2 separate regions of the Anser cygnoides genome follow, and region 1 is linked to region 2. A link is a contact called in public Hi-C data. All regions are on one chromosome and are shown on one strand. The core of a region is the stretch at or near the end of the contact, and the rest is flanking DNA. Distances in the headings are between cores, read along the strand shown. Region 1 holds the start of SEMA4G (semaphorin 4G). Region 2 overlaps SUFU (SUFU negative regulator of hedgehog signaling).

Region 1 (3,782 bases), core at 71-2,570, 120 kb before region 2:
AGCGAGAGGCACCAGGACCGTCCCCTTCGTCCTCCCCCCGCCGCATCCCCTCCCCGAGGCCGCCCCGACCCTGCCTGCGCGCCCGGCTGGGCACCGCGCCCGGCGTGGCGCGGAGAGGGGCAAAGTCTCCAAAGCGTGCGCCGAGGGGGGGGGGGGGGGGGGGACGCGGCCTTCGGCACCGCCACGGCTGGCTTGGGGACGGGGGTGCCCCCCGGTGTGCTTGGGACGGGTTACTGGGGTGCCAGGGGCATCGCCGGAGGGGTGCTGCGCCCCTTGAGGTCTGCAGCGCCCGGCTCCGTGTGTGCCGGCTGCCGATTTGCGCCGCGCCACGTTGCGCGGTGCCACGCTCGCCGTGCCTCATCGTGCCGTGCCGCATCGTGCCGTGCCGTGCCACGTCGTGCCATGCCCTGGTGCACCGTGCCACATGGTGCTGTGCCACCCTGCACCGCGCCGCACAGCACCGTGCCGCCCCTTCTCCCTCCCGCCGGCACGTGCCTCTCCACGCGGTCTGCGTTCACCCGCGGCGGGAGCTCGTTTTGGAAGCGCAGGCAGGGGCTGGGCACCCTAAGGCCCCGTGCAGAGCCTTCGTGGCCTGGGTGGCTTCTGCAGCTCCTCCCCACGGGCAGGAGCTGCCAGGTCCAGGCCTGCGTTTGCTTCCTTTCGCAAGATTTCGGCTGCCGGAGCGCCCAGCCGAGCCCTCCCTCCTCTCCTCCGTCACGGCGGCTTGCCGAAAGCACGAAGCCCGAGCACGGGGCTGTAATCAGCAGGTCGCATCTAGGGCAGCGGGAAGTCAGCTGGAGCGGGAGGCGGAGGTGCCGTACCTGCGTACGCCGGCTCCCGCCTCGCCCCACCGAGCCTCCCGCGGTTGCTGGCCCGTGTTTACCAAGCCGCGCAGCACCTGGTGCCGGCACGGTGCCATCGGGCGCCGCTCGGTCCCTCCTCTCCGCTCCGGCCCCACGGGAGGGGGACAAGAGTCCGTCCCCCCCCCCCAAGCCCTGCATCCCGCAGCTGCGCCCGCGGCGGGGCTGGGTGCCAGGTGGGTGGTGCTGGAGAGCGATTTTTGGAGGATCACTCGACGAGGGTCGGCCCCGCATGGAAACTGCTCCTCACTGCCCGGACCTCACCTGTGCATGGGAAATTTGGAGGGGGGGGCAGAGCTGACATAACACCTCTGGGGGCTCCTGCGGGCACGGTGCCTGCCCCCATCGCCCTCATCCCCATCGCAAACTCTTAACCTGCGCAGCATGAGGGACCCCCACTCCCCGGGGGCCCCCGAGCAGAGCGGAGACGCTACCCACCTCCTCCTGCGCTCCCGGCCTCCCTCCCGCCGCGCCTGCACGCTCCAGCAGCTAATTGCCATTTCCTCCTGTCCCTGAGCAAAACCTGAGCGTCTCCACGCCTCGCCTCGCCTCTCTGCCCACCCCACGGAAGTCGGACGCCCGCGCACCGGGCTCGCTGCAGCCCTGCCCGGCGCAGCCTGGATGGACCCGGCCAGAGCTGGAGCGCTGCAGGAGGGAGCAGGAGGGAGGCTGGAGCAGCAGCACCGCCCGCACGGCAGAGATGCTGTTTGGTCTTATGCCGGGATGGGGGATACGAAGCACACGGTCCCCCGGGTCAGGTGCTAACCCCTGGGTTAGTGGGGGTGCCGCTCTCTCCACCTCGCTGCAGGCACGGCGACCTTCGTGGGGCAGCAGGGCGAGCAGCGAGCGGGTTCCCCGGGGGCTGCGCTCTCCTCGACCTCCCGTGGGAAGCGAGCAGGGCCCAGCTTGCTGGGGCTCCCACCAGGGTGGGCGCTGGAGCCTTTCCCCCCAGAAAGGCACCGAGGGGGGAGCACCCCCGCCACGGCATGGCACGGAGGGGACGCTGCCTGCGTGCCCGCTGTCCTGGGGAGAGGCCAGGCTCGGCTGGAGGCTGTGGGGATGGTTACGGGACGGCTGGTCTGTCCCATCCCGTCCCGTCCCGTCCCGCAGCAGCGCTCCCTGCCCACCCACGTGGCTACAAGCCCAAATTCGGGTTGCGCTAGCTCCTGGCCTCGGAGCGGGGTAATTAGTGCATGAGCAAAGAGCGAGCTGAGCCTGGTGCGCTCGACACTGCGTATTTACAGGCCCAAGCTTGCGAGGCTTTAATTAATTAACGCGAGTCATCGGCAGCTGGAAAGAGATCTATTTCCAGAGCCTCCGCTCACTCTGCTGCCCCCATGAGATTCTCCGAAGGAATTTAGGGCCCCGCTGGTGCGAAGGCCAGCCCTCGCCGCCTTCTCACGGCTTCCCGGGGGCCAGCACGGGGTCCCACCAGCCGCGGCCGGGAGCCGAACCCAGCCCGGCCCCGTGGGGAAGAAGAGGAGCCGCCGCAGTGCCCTGCCGGCCTGCCCAGCCCGGCTGCTCTTTAATTGTGCTTTGCTCTCACTGACAAAGCCGGGCTGGTTCCCACTGGGCCTGCCCACGGCCTGCTTCACCCCTCTGATGCCCAGCCAGCACGGATGAACCCCATCTTCTGCCCGTGCCCCCACCCCAGGTGACCGGTACCTCTAACACGCCCCCGGCGCCCCGATGCGTTGCAGCTGGGCTCTCCCCATCACACGCACTGAGCCCCAAATTCACCTCCTTTGGTCCGAAACCGCTTGGCGCGGCCGCCTCTCCCTCGCCCCGAGCGGGAGCAGAAGACAACCCCCAGCCCGGGGATTTGGCTCGCTGCCGCCGCCAGTTACAAAACCTCCTCGCTCGGGGAGCTGGGGATTTACGAAACCCGCAAAGCACCGCGAGCCCCGCGCTCGAACCATGCCAGCACGCGCCGTGCCTGCTGGGCTCCCGGCCCCAGGGGGAGCCCCCTTGGTTTTTGGGTTACCTCTCCCCCTCTGCCCCCATCCCTCCAGCCAGCGGCACTGGGGATGTCCCAGCCCGGCCTTTCTGCAGAGCGCCGTGGGCGAACCCTGCCGAGCGCCCCGCATCGGCCCTGGGGTAAGCGCCCCGGCGGGCACAGGGCACGGCAGGCGCGGGGATCCTCTTCCCTTTGAGCCCTTGAGCAAACTTTCCAAACCACTCTTCCTCCTTCGGGCCGGGAGCCAGCGAGGAAAATTACAATTGCTGAGGGATTTGTCTGAGAAAGTTGCGACGTGCCAGAAGGCAGCGGCACGGCCTCCGCTGCCCCAGCTCCAGCTCAGGGCTCGGTTTCTTTTACGGACGGGACCTTTCCCCCCTGCTCCACGCAGAGCAGGGTTGCTGTCCTCGCTTCCCACACGACCCGTTGCCCTATTCCCCTCCTGCAAGCGTCTGGCTGTGAAAAGGGGGATGCTTCGCCCCAGCCCCAGCAGCCCCAGCCCCACAGCGTGGTGCCAGCGCCTATTTCCAGCGGGGAGAAGCAGCTGAGTCACGGCAGCCTCTGCCTGCCTTCCCCTGCCCTTCTGCCGGGGGGCAAGGCAGGGGAAGCCCTTCCCAAAGCCCTTCCTGGCCGGTCCGGACGGACAGATCGCATACGGCTAGGCTAAACCAGTGGCAGAGGGGAGAGGAGAGGGTCGCAGAGCACCAGCGGGAGCAGAAACGTTCCCAGGGGCGAGCGGTGACGGCAGAGACGTGGGCAGCTTGTTCTGGCCGCGGGGCAGCGGCCTCCCCCCGAGCCAAACTGACCCCATCCGCGCTGCGAGGGAACTGGCGGCACAGTAAATAACCCGCCAGCACCGGCAGCCGAAGCCGAGCTCGTACATCACTCTCACGGCTTCCCTTCGTCTCTGACACTTTGATAGGGGCGAGGGGGCGGGGGAAGGCGAGGAGCTTCCAAAATTTATG
Region 2 (4,086 bases), core at 908-3,407:
AGAATTGGCAGGCAGAACACCCTCCGTGCTGCCTCTTTGTAGTTAGTATCTCGAGTGCTTGGGCAAAATGAGGATTTTTTTTTTCTTAGTGTTTTGGGGGTGTTCAAAGAAAAATCACTCAATCAGAAGTGCAGAGTTCAGCAGAAACAAGGCATAAACCAAACTATGTGAAATATTCAGATCTGTTAGTACAGAAACCTAATGCTGTGTTGCAACTTTCAGTTTATGTACCTGGGGCTATGTGTGGATACAAAACGTGCATTTTGAGGGCTCCTTCTCGCGCACACGCTGTCAGCACGTTGGTTGGGTTGGCGCTGTCGTCTTCCTGTCGAGCTGAGACACTCCTGGACTATTGTAACTGTGTTGAACGATAACTTAAAAAAAAATAAAAAAGGAAAAGCCATGCAAACTAAGAAACGAACACCAAAGAGCTGAAATCGTGCCTCTGTGGAACAAAAAGCATGTAATAAAGGTATTACCTTGACAGTTTACACAGGAGCCAGGGTCAGGCCAACCCACAAACAGCATGGGTGCTTTGCAGTCCTGGTGCAGGCAGCACGGAGCTTCAGCGCTGGGTATGGGAAGGGCCCTGAGCACAGCTCCCCACAGCTACCTCGGGTGTGCTTAGCAGGACTCCTGGAGAGTGCTTGATTTGCAGGACTGTGTGTTCAAAGCCACCATGCACATCAGGTAGGAGGAGGCAGAATTGCTTTTTGGGTTATCCTCACCGCTCTCCACCCTGTTTTCTGTGGCTATGAGGCTTATTCAAGTCTGTACCTTTCGGAACGTTATTCTTTGTAGCTTGTTGGTTGATGGAGGCCAGCTTGAGGATGCTCCAGTGATTGATTTTCCCGGAAGCTTTTCGAAACGTGGGAGCCTGGAGGAAGGAGTTTGAAGGTGTGAAGGTGCTCTGCAAGGCGTGATACCCTTTTGGCTGGTTCCTTAGCAGCCTGCGTGTCACTGAGACACCCTGCAAACGGCAGCGACATGCCGTGCGAGGAGGAGGCTGCCCTGGGAATCCCGTGTTATGGAACGTCTTACTATTCATTAACTCATTTTTGGGGAGTCGCTCATGATTAATTCCCCGATTGTGGGTGGGCTGCTTCTCTGGGATAAGTGCATCTTTTGTATTGTTGGTAAGGTTTGAACCAAAATGAAAACAGGTGGTTTGGGGGGAATGAGTGGCTGCTCACTGCCCAGATACAAAGAATAGTCTCTTTACCTTTGTGTGGGATCAAAACCATTTACTTGGTCTTCCGCTCCTACATGGAGGAGCAGTTGACGTGTCTAGCAGCCTTGAGCTTCTTATGGGGCAAACTGAGACCTGAGGCTGGTAGAAAATCCACGATTCTGAATTCCTGCCATAGTCTTGTCTCAACTTCTAGTGATTTCAGGATTTATTCCTGGCCACTTGCTGATTGAAATGAGCGTCTGTGAGGAAAGGCAACCTGAGAGTCAGTGGTTGAGCATAAAATTCACTTCATACATCGTGTAGCTGGATCCCGGGATTGAAGGATTTATGGGCGGTTGTTCATTGAGAGAAATTTTATGGCAGCTGTTGAAACTACTTTTGACTTATTTTCAAATACAAGACTTTCTTGGAAGAACAAAAGCAAAAGCTTTGGCAAAAATGCTGACTGAAAATGGCTATCCTAATTACATTCTGAAGATTAATAATTCTTTCCTTCTGTGGAAGACCTGTCTGAATTAAACAAATGTTTTGGTAAACCGTCAAGCTTTTAAAGTCATGTGTCGCAATTTCTTCAAAAACAAACAACCAATCTAAAATTAAGTGAGCTCAGATCAAAGACCTTATCAGCCGAAACCTTTGAACAGCTGTACAGTACAGGTGAATTGCATGTATTTAAAGTTTTGCTCTCACAAAGCAGCGTCTTTTCAGCAATCTGTGTCCATTAACTATTCTAAAACATCTTAAATATAATCTTTAAATATTTAAATCTTACAAAATAGGATTTTTCTGAAAATTCACTGCTACCTTAAAAAGTTGAGAATTATAAGCATTGCACGCTATTGTATTTTTGAGTGTTTTTTGGTGGTTATGCATTTTCTGGTACTCTAGAGATTTTTTTAACATCTTAGAAGGGAAGTAACTTGCTTTATTCCTTTATTTATCTTTTATTCTATATATTTTCTATCAATTCTCTGAGAAGTTCCTTTATTACCGTACAAAAAAAATAACGTGAGTAACATTGCCTGTCAGTTTTTACCACTTTGCAACCACTGGCGTGTTGCAGGCCAGCGTTGTTCTTCTAACTGCTCATCTTGCTTTAAATTTGTTGGAAACCCACCTGAACACTTCTGTTACTCGGTAACCTGCTTACGGATCAATAGAAAGCACGTGTGGTCTTCTGTTAAACAGTTATTTCTGTTTATCCCCTGAAGCATGGAGATCTGTGAAGTTCAGTTAAAAAAAAAAAAAAAGATACAACCCACAACCTAAACTCTAGCTTAATGCATATTAAAAATAAGTGTTGCTTCAGAACCTGCCTTGAAAGGAGGAAATTCAATAGGGAGCCATCTTACTTTCCAAAAATTTTAACTGTGTAAGCTCAGCTTGAAGGCTTCTTGTTAACTTTGATCCTTTTTAAAATTGACCCGTTCGTAATGCGTCTCAGTTTCTGGTGAATGCTTTTTCCTGGAATCAGTCCTTGAAAACTACCCACTTTGAAGCATTTTTGTTTCTCCCTCTAAGAAATACTTCTGTTTTTCCTTTGCTAACTGATACGTGAAACTAATAAAACACTACAGGGGTGCCGAATGTCCAAAGTACAGCTTTGAATTTATGAGCCTACCGCCATCCTGTACCAATCTTTTTGGTAGACCCGCATGCATGATCGCAGAAGACGGGTCTCACTGCACATCCAAACTCCACTCTGTGATCACGGGCTCTCTGGTTATTCAGTAAGCTCTTGCTTTGTTGAAGAACCAAGTGTAATTATTTGGTTTGTTGCTTAAAGGTACGTTTGTTTCCTGGAAGAGGCTTTATACGTACCGGCTGACCGCTATGAAATGCATTGTCTGCTGCATTCATGGAGCGTTTGCTTCTGTAGTACATAATGCTCAAATTCTTTGTTGAGGATGACATGGAGAGAAAAGGAAACGTACACTTATATTTTTAACCAAATGAGTTAAGTATTTGTTTGCTGTATTGTTTGCTCACCTTTCTATCGCAGATGTCTGACTTTCGCTACCTGTCCTCTTGTTTTCGGTCAGAGCTGTTCGTAGTGTGGCTTTGTCCTTGGGTTCATTTCTTAACTATTTTCCTTATGTTATCTGCAAGTCCATCACAAACTCCTTGAAGAATCCTCAAATAAAAGTTACATTAAATCTGGAAGGAGTTGCACTGATGCTTAAATTTGATCAATTTTAGCACTTTACGTTAGTCAGGATTGCTGAAAAGCATGTCTGCTTCAAACAAGCTCCTTACTGTTGGAACAGTCCACCCAGCACTTGGAACTGGTCACGGCACTGCTAGCGATCTGTGTTTTTCAAATGGAAAGTGCTCTCATCACTTTTCTGACAGCCCCGCTTGGCTCTTTTTAGTAGAAGCTCAATGTTAACACTTTGTGCATTATATCTTTCACGTGTGTCAGCAGGGCACCAGCATCCAAAACATGCACAAAGTTTCTCCAGAGAATTTGCCAATGGCTGGAGGAGGAGATTTGAGTTTGCAGAATCATGGAAGCTTTCGTAAACCAGAATCAAGTGTCTTTATGCTCAGTATAAATCCTTTTTTTTTTTTTCTTACGTTTGCCTTCTTGCAACAGCTACAACAAATGAGTGAGGGATGTGATGGCAGTGGTAGAAAGGAAACTGGTGTCCCCAACTTGCTTTCAAGTTTGTGAGCCTAAATATTTGTTCATGAGGTTTTTCAGAGATTAAATGTGACAGTTTCAGCTACTGGGGACTTGGAACAGGAGCTTTACTGTATGGGGATGTGTAAAATGCAGGATTCCTATGGACTAGTTTTGTTGAAGTGGAGTAGTATGGGGCACCCTTTATTTGTTCCTTTTTGTAACATCCCTGATGCTTCTAATATGACTTTATTCTCCTAGGTAGACCTTA

Evidence for each region. A called contact is a pair of places that touch in the nucleus more often than the background predicts.
Region 1: a Hi-C map of liver shows a contact between it and region 2, with 8 times the contacts expected there. The contact joins the promoter of SEMA4G here to the enhancer-like site in region 2. A contact is called at or near these places in 2 of 7 Hi-C or Micro-C datasets (both in liver).

Annotation. Positions count from the first base shown.
Region 1 is chr7:14,018,192-14,021,973 of Taihu_goose_T2T_genome, reverse strand. SEMA4G (semaphorin 4G) reads right to left here and starts at 1,320. Exons shown (of 16, transcript XM_048060706.2): 1 at 1,299-1,320.
Region 2 is chr7:13,895,387-13,899,472 of Taihu_goose_T2T_genome, reverse strand. The region is part of intron 2 of SUFU (SUFU negative regulator of hedgehog signaling); the gene reads left to right. Among named protein-coding and RNA genes, the nearest start is that of SUFU, 20 kb to the left of the region's middle. Within about 2 kb of position 2,157, at least 1 of the 3 cell types and tissues checked has open chromatin away from gene starts, as enhancers often do. A contact at or near this core is called in liver, where this site is marked.